Linked DNA regions of Sminthopsis crassicaudata: region 1 is linked to region 2. Evidence: chromatin contacts called from public Hi-C data. All regions are on one chromosome and are shown on one strand. The core of a region is the stretch at or near the end of the contact, and the rest is flanking DNA. Distances in the headings are between cores, read along the strand shown.

Region 1 (2,887 bases), core at 359-2,858, 2.3 Mb before region 2:
TCTATCCTCAATATTTAGTCCAGTGCTTAGGACATAGGAACTACTTAGTATATTTTTTCTCTCTTTCCTCCCTTCCTCCTCCCCTCTCTCTGTTCCTCCCTTCTTCCCTTCCTCCTCCCCTCTCTCTGTTCCTCCCTTCTTCCCTTCCTCCTTTTTTTCCTTCCTCCTTTCCTTTGTTTCTCCTTCCCTCTGCCCCTTCCTTCCTGCCTTCACTTGATTACAGTTAAAACATAGGGGCAGTTAGGTGCCGAAGTAGTTAGAGCACTAGCCCTGAAGTCAGGAGGACCCGAGTTCAAATGTGGTCTCAGACACTTAACATTTCCTAGCTGTGTGACCCTGGGCAAGTCACTTAACCCTAATTGTCTCAGAAAAAAAAAGTTAGAACATGGAAAGATCTTGCCATTTAGTTCAGTCCTCTCATTTTACAGAAGAGAAAAGTAAGGTCCAGAGTGAGGATGTAACATTTCCAAAATTACTTAGTGTTAGAGCTACAATTTGCTCACTAGTTATTCACCTTCAAATCTTGAACTTTTTATATCTGCTACACGGCCTCTCATATAATACACTACTTAAAAAGGGGTTAAATGTTCCACTATCATTGATATTGGGAACATAATTAAACCTAACAAACATTAATTAAATAAATACTTACTATGGGCAAAGTACTGCCCACTGGGAACACAACAAAGGAAATGAAAGTCTCTGCTATCAACAGACTTAAATTTTGTTGGGGCAAAATAATTTTATAGATATAAAAAAAAAAGCATAAATAAATAAATAATTTGAGAGCATTAAACAACTGGGAGAATCAATGGAGGCTTTTTGGAGAAGTTAGCATTTGAACTGGGCTTTAAAGGATGGACAGGAATTCCCTTTCACCTCCAAGAATTTCTTGGAATGGTTCCTGCATCTTTTGTCTCTTCTTCGCCACTGATCCTTCCCATAAGTCTACAAACTTGGTCAGGTCTTCTCAGTCCCTAGAAAAGATGGGGGAAAGATGGTACAAGTGAATTGTATGGACTTCAAATAGGGTGAAATCATTGAAAGATATGAGACAGTGGTAGAGAAATGATGGGAAATGGGATGAGGATTATACTTAATCCTACCAGGATTATGATTCTGTCTTCACTATTTAGTAGCTATGTGACTCTGGACAAAGTTGTTGAACCTCTTTGGGATTCAGTTTCCCCAATCATTTTATAATGATGACCTTTAAGTCCTCCTCTCTCCATTATATTCTCCCTTACTACTGTAGTCCACATTAATTTCTCCATAGAATCTTGAATTTAATAACCTAAATTACATCTTCGTTATTTCTTTATTTTGTATAAATGAATCTTTTCTCCTAAGCCATAGTGCAAGCTACATGAGGACAAGTACTATGCTTTATACCTTTTTCTCCTGTAACCTTAAGTATAGATTTGAGCACAGTTGGGCCTTTAAACATTTATTAGCTGATTAATTTATCTTTACCAAGTAAATGAAACAATAGGCTCAAGCAAGCTCAGGGAAAAAAAAAAACTTACCTCATATTCTCTTCTCTCCTTAGATCCACAATTACATTCATTTTCATGAGCATCTATCAATATTTAATGTATGGGTGTCAGTTTAGCTGTAACCTGAGAGTACCCTAACACCAACTTGAATTAATTATATACTGTAGGGGAGAAAATTAAATGCTCTTTTCTCAAAGCCCAAAGTTTTCCTGGCTAAGTTGATTTTTGGAAACTACAGAACAAAATCTCCACATATGGATGATCCTGAGAAGACAAACCAAAAATGTGAAAGCAAACCCCGAAAAGTAAGATTTAAAATATCATCATCCTACAGTGGTAGAGTATTGAAGCAGGTTTTTGAAGATGGCCAGGAACTTGAGTCCCCAAAAGATGAATACCCTCACAGCTTTATCCAAGAGTCCTTTGAACCAGTGGAGAGTGTCTATGGAGCTGGAGAAGTTCCCAAACCAAGATTTTATTCTACAAAACTGACTGCTCAGCGAATCAGCGTTTATAGAGAGGGAAATGCCTACACCCTGGCAGGTAGCCAGCCTCTCTTCAATGATTACAAAACTAATGACCACAAGGTAAGGACTGCGCATATTTTACTGGTTTTCTGGAAGAGGCTTTCCCCTAAATCCTTCTGATCATTATTACATTAGAACAGTACTAAAACATGTCAGATTTGTATTTGACTCACATTCAATAAAAGATAAAAATAGTAAGTGAGATACATGAGGAAGTCATTGAAATAATACTCTGGGGAATATGACATGCCTGTTGATGAGTTATTGGAAATTTGTGTAAACACATACAGTATTCAAATTTCACTCAGTATAATAAATTGTAATTTGAATAGATTGATTTATGAAGTTGCATTCATTCTCTAGCCACTAGTCTTCCTTTTATAGAATTATGTAAAGTGGGCAGTTTTCTTTTCTAAAAGAGATGGTGTACCTAGTGATTTTTTTCAAGTTTAATTACCAAAGCTCACAGGACAGAGGCATTGTATCTACCATGAGTTTTGCACACAGCAAGAGCTTAATAAATTTTTTTTTAAATGACTTCATATAGGTAATAGATCCACAACTTTTACTTTTCTTTCTTAACCTAGTTCTGCCCCTACCCCTTGTTTGGCAATTTACTCTAATTAGAAATTTTACAGATACTGAAGGTCATGAAGAGTGGTATTAAAATTCAAATCAATCCATTGTTCATTGAGAAAATGTTGAGATATGACGATGTTTAAAGTGATGTAAAAATGAAGTTTTCATCTGATCTGTGAATTTCAGTATCCTATTATCATGGATAAACACAAGCTGATTTAAAGGATTTTGCAGTATTGGAAAACAGTTACTGATTAAAAAAAAACAACTAATAGAATAGGTAGC
Region 2 (3,118 bases), core at 507-3,006:
CCTTGTTCTTTTGAAAGATAGTAACTCCTGCAATTTCCACTCAGAGCCATTGTCTTTTATTTAGTTTTCAAAGGTATAATCCAATGGAATTATAGTCTAATCCTTTGCATCAGTTTAGTAGAGAGTGAGGAGAAGGATTCCACAAATTTAAAAGAATCTCCTTTTTTCTCCAATATATTCTATAAGAAACAAAAAAAAAATTAAACATTAGAATTGCCCACAGGTGAATATTACTAATACAGGAAAAGTAGCTGAAACCCTAACTGGGTGGTATACAGTGTACTTCATGGAATGTAATCAACTCATCTACATCATATCTTTCATAAACCTTAGACTGCAAGGTCATGCCAAGCCTACAATTATTCATGAGTATGTCTGGAGGGAGAAAGGTAAGAATTATTTCCTCAAATATAAGAAGTCAGAAAGATCAAAAGTAGAAGAGAGACAGGATGAGAAAAAAAAAGAGGCAAAAGAGGAAGAGAGAGTAGGAGAAAGAGGAGAAGAAAAAAGAAAAGAGAAATACAAAGCAAAGAGCAGGAAGGAGGAAGAGAGGAGGAGGAGGAGAAGGAAGAGATGAGGAGGAGGTTTCAGATGAGGAGGGTAAAGGGGGAGGAGGATGAGGAAGAAGAAGAGGAGGCGAGGAAGATGAAGATGAGGAGGGAGAAAAAGGAGGGCTAGGAGCAGGCGGAGGAGGGGGAAGAAGGGGAAAGAGGAGAAGGAGGAGGAGGAAGAAGAGAAGGGAAAAAAGAGAGGAAGAAATATAAATTTATATAAACCCAGAAAGCACAGATTTCAGCCATGCTTCAACTCAAATTGTGCACCTCAAATGATATTTGAATTCTTGCATATTCACCTCCCCCTCTAGCAGTGATTAATGAATACATGCATATTTATAATTCTGCATATAAAAGAACAGATATTTCAACTTTTTTAAAGGTACTTGGTTTCAAGCTGGACAGGAGAGGCAAGCAACCTAAAAGCTTACCTTAGTGAGAGTCTGAGACCCAGTTCTTGTGAAGGAATACCCATTTGCAAAGCAATCTCAATTTACAGCTACACTGAGTCCAGTTCATATCAAATCCCAATCAGGAAAAGAACAGAGACATCAATGAAAAGTGCCAAGAGATATACTCTTGGAGAGAAAAAATCCACTTCCAATCTCAAGTTAAAACAAGTCACAGAAAGTTGATGGTGATGGGTTATGGGAAGGGGGAAGAGGGAAAGCAAAATAATAATAATCAAAACCTCCCCTAAAAAAACCCAACAACAATAATAATAATAATAATAATCCGTAAAATGAGAGTTGCAGGAGGGACCTTGGTTCACAAGATTTCCAGAAACCCTAGAATCAGAAAGAAAGCCAGCCTTGTTTTGATGAGATCCCAGATAGTCATCCTACCTGCCAGCAAGGGCAAATAGGCTCCCATGTTCCCAGCAAGGTTGTGAGAGGGCCAGCCTGCAGCAAGAGAGAAGGCAGGCTGGCTAAGGCGGCTGAGTTGTTTGGCTGACTCTCTCCCTCCGCGGCTCTGTCTGCTGAGCTGGGTGGCTCCACAGTTCCCAGTGCAGTTCAGATGCTGTTGTTTCAGCAGTGCAGGCAAGAAACCATCCAGGGAAATGACTATTACATCATCTTAAAGGAATATGGCTTTGAGAAAGCGGAGGGACCTCGGTTTTACATTCTACTTTGTGACAGGTTGTTGGGAATGAAAGGAAGGGCAAATACTCTGATCCAGCAGTAGACAGCAGCCCCAAGCAAGCACTTGGAAGCTTCAGACAGGGAGACTGCACTCACTTCACTATTAACTTACATTTAATCCCTGTTAGAGCAAGATAGATTTATACAGATTTAGCATCTTTTTCTTCTTTTCTTTTCTTTCTTTCTTTCTCTCCCGTCTTCTCTCCTCCCTCTCCCTCCCTCCTTTTTTCTTTCTTTTTCTTTCTTTCTTTCTTCCTTTCTTCCTTTCTTCCCTTCTTCCCTTCTTCTTCTTCTTCTTCTTCTTCTTCTTCTTCTTCTTCTTCTTCTTCTTCTTCTTCTTCTTCTTCTTCTTCTTCTTCTTCTTCTTCTTCTTCTTCTTCTTCTTCTTCTTCTTCTTCTTCTTCTTCTTCTTCTTCTTCTTCTTCTTCTTCTTCTTCTTCTTCTTCTTCTTCTTCTTCTTCTTCTTCTTCTTCTTCTTTCTTTCCACAGTCAATATAAACACAGGTGATTTTTTTTATTTGAAAAGCTGCAGGCAAATCTTTTCATATGATTTGAATTTCTGCTTGAAGAGTATATAAATATATATGTCTTGCTCTGTGGTGAGTTCTCTGCCTGGTTTTGATATCATATGCTTATAATGTTGCCTCCCCCATAATGATACAAAAAATGAAGGGAACTTTTTTATTCAAAAGTATCTAATTCATAGTCTCTTAAATCTCAAAACCAACAAAAAGAAAATAAGCATTATTTGAACTAAAAGGTTAAGAGCTGAACAGAAACAACAAATGATTTTTCTTATCTGTTAAAAAATTTCCACCTGAACATTTTCTAAGGTATCCCTGAGTCAGTAATCATTGTGAATCCTCACAATTTATCTCAGTATGACTTTGGATGAAGCCCTCCATCCCCATCCCCAAGATATTATTGTTTCTAATTCCCTTGAGAGTACTCTTAAGTGCATCATTAGAGTTTTAGGAAATTTCTTCCAGAGCAACATAATACATATAACAAACTGCAGTCAGTTTTGACTGCCAGTCAATAATGGCCCGTCTATAATGCTTACAGTAATTCATATCCATTTCCCTTTTTTAAAAGCTAATGTGCTTTATAGCTCATATGACTGAAAAGAACACCTTATTTTATATGAATAATAAATGTAGTATTTCAAATACACATTCAAAACGGGCCCTCAAGAAAGGAACAAAAAAGAAAATATACATTAACTAAATTTCACATGGCATATTCCTTCACCAAAGAAATCACTTGATGTTATCATATTGGGGAAATTAAAAACAAAATCCAGAAAACTAAAATAAAATAATAAAAATTACAAAAACCCACAAAAATAACAAAAATCCAGCATGTCAGTTTGTTGGTTAATTACCTTCCTTTCTGATAATCAAAGAACTATGTTCATGCTGA

Evidence for each region. Hi-C and Micro-C count contacts between places; a contact is called where the count stands out from the background.
Region 1: a contact with region 2 is called in a Hi-C map of fibroblasts, with 10 times the contacts expected there. The contact joins the promoter of GRXCR2 here to the promoter of KCTD16 in region 2. A contact is called at or near these places in 2 of 2 Hi-C or Micro-C datasets (fibroblasts and hippocampus).

What each region holds. Positions count from the first base shown.
Region 1 is chr2:395,444,827-395,447,713 of ASM4859323v1, reverse strand. It overlaps GRXCR2 (glutaredoxin and cysteine rich domain containing 2), which reads left to right and starts at 1,608. Exons shown (of 3, transcript XM_074285147.1): 1 at 1,608-2,083. The coding sequence starts at 1,751.
Region 2 is chr2:393,118,968-393,122,085 of ASM4859323v1, reverse strand. It overlaps KCTD16 (potassium channel tetramerization domain containing 16), which reads right to left and starts at 1,756. Exons shown (of 3, transcript XM_074291711.1): 1 at 1,400-1,756; 2 at 1-179. The coding sequence starts at 50.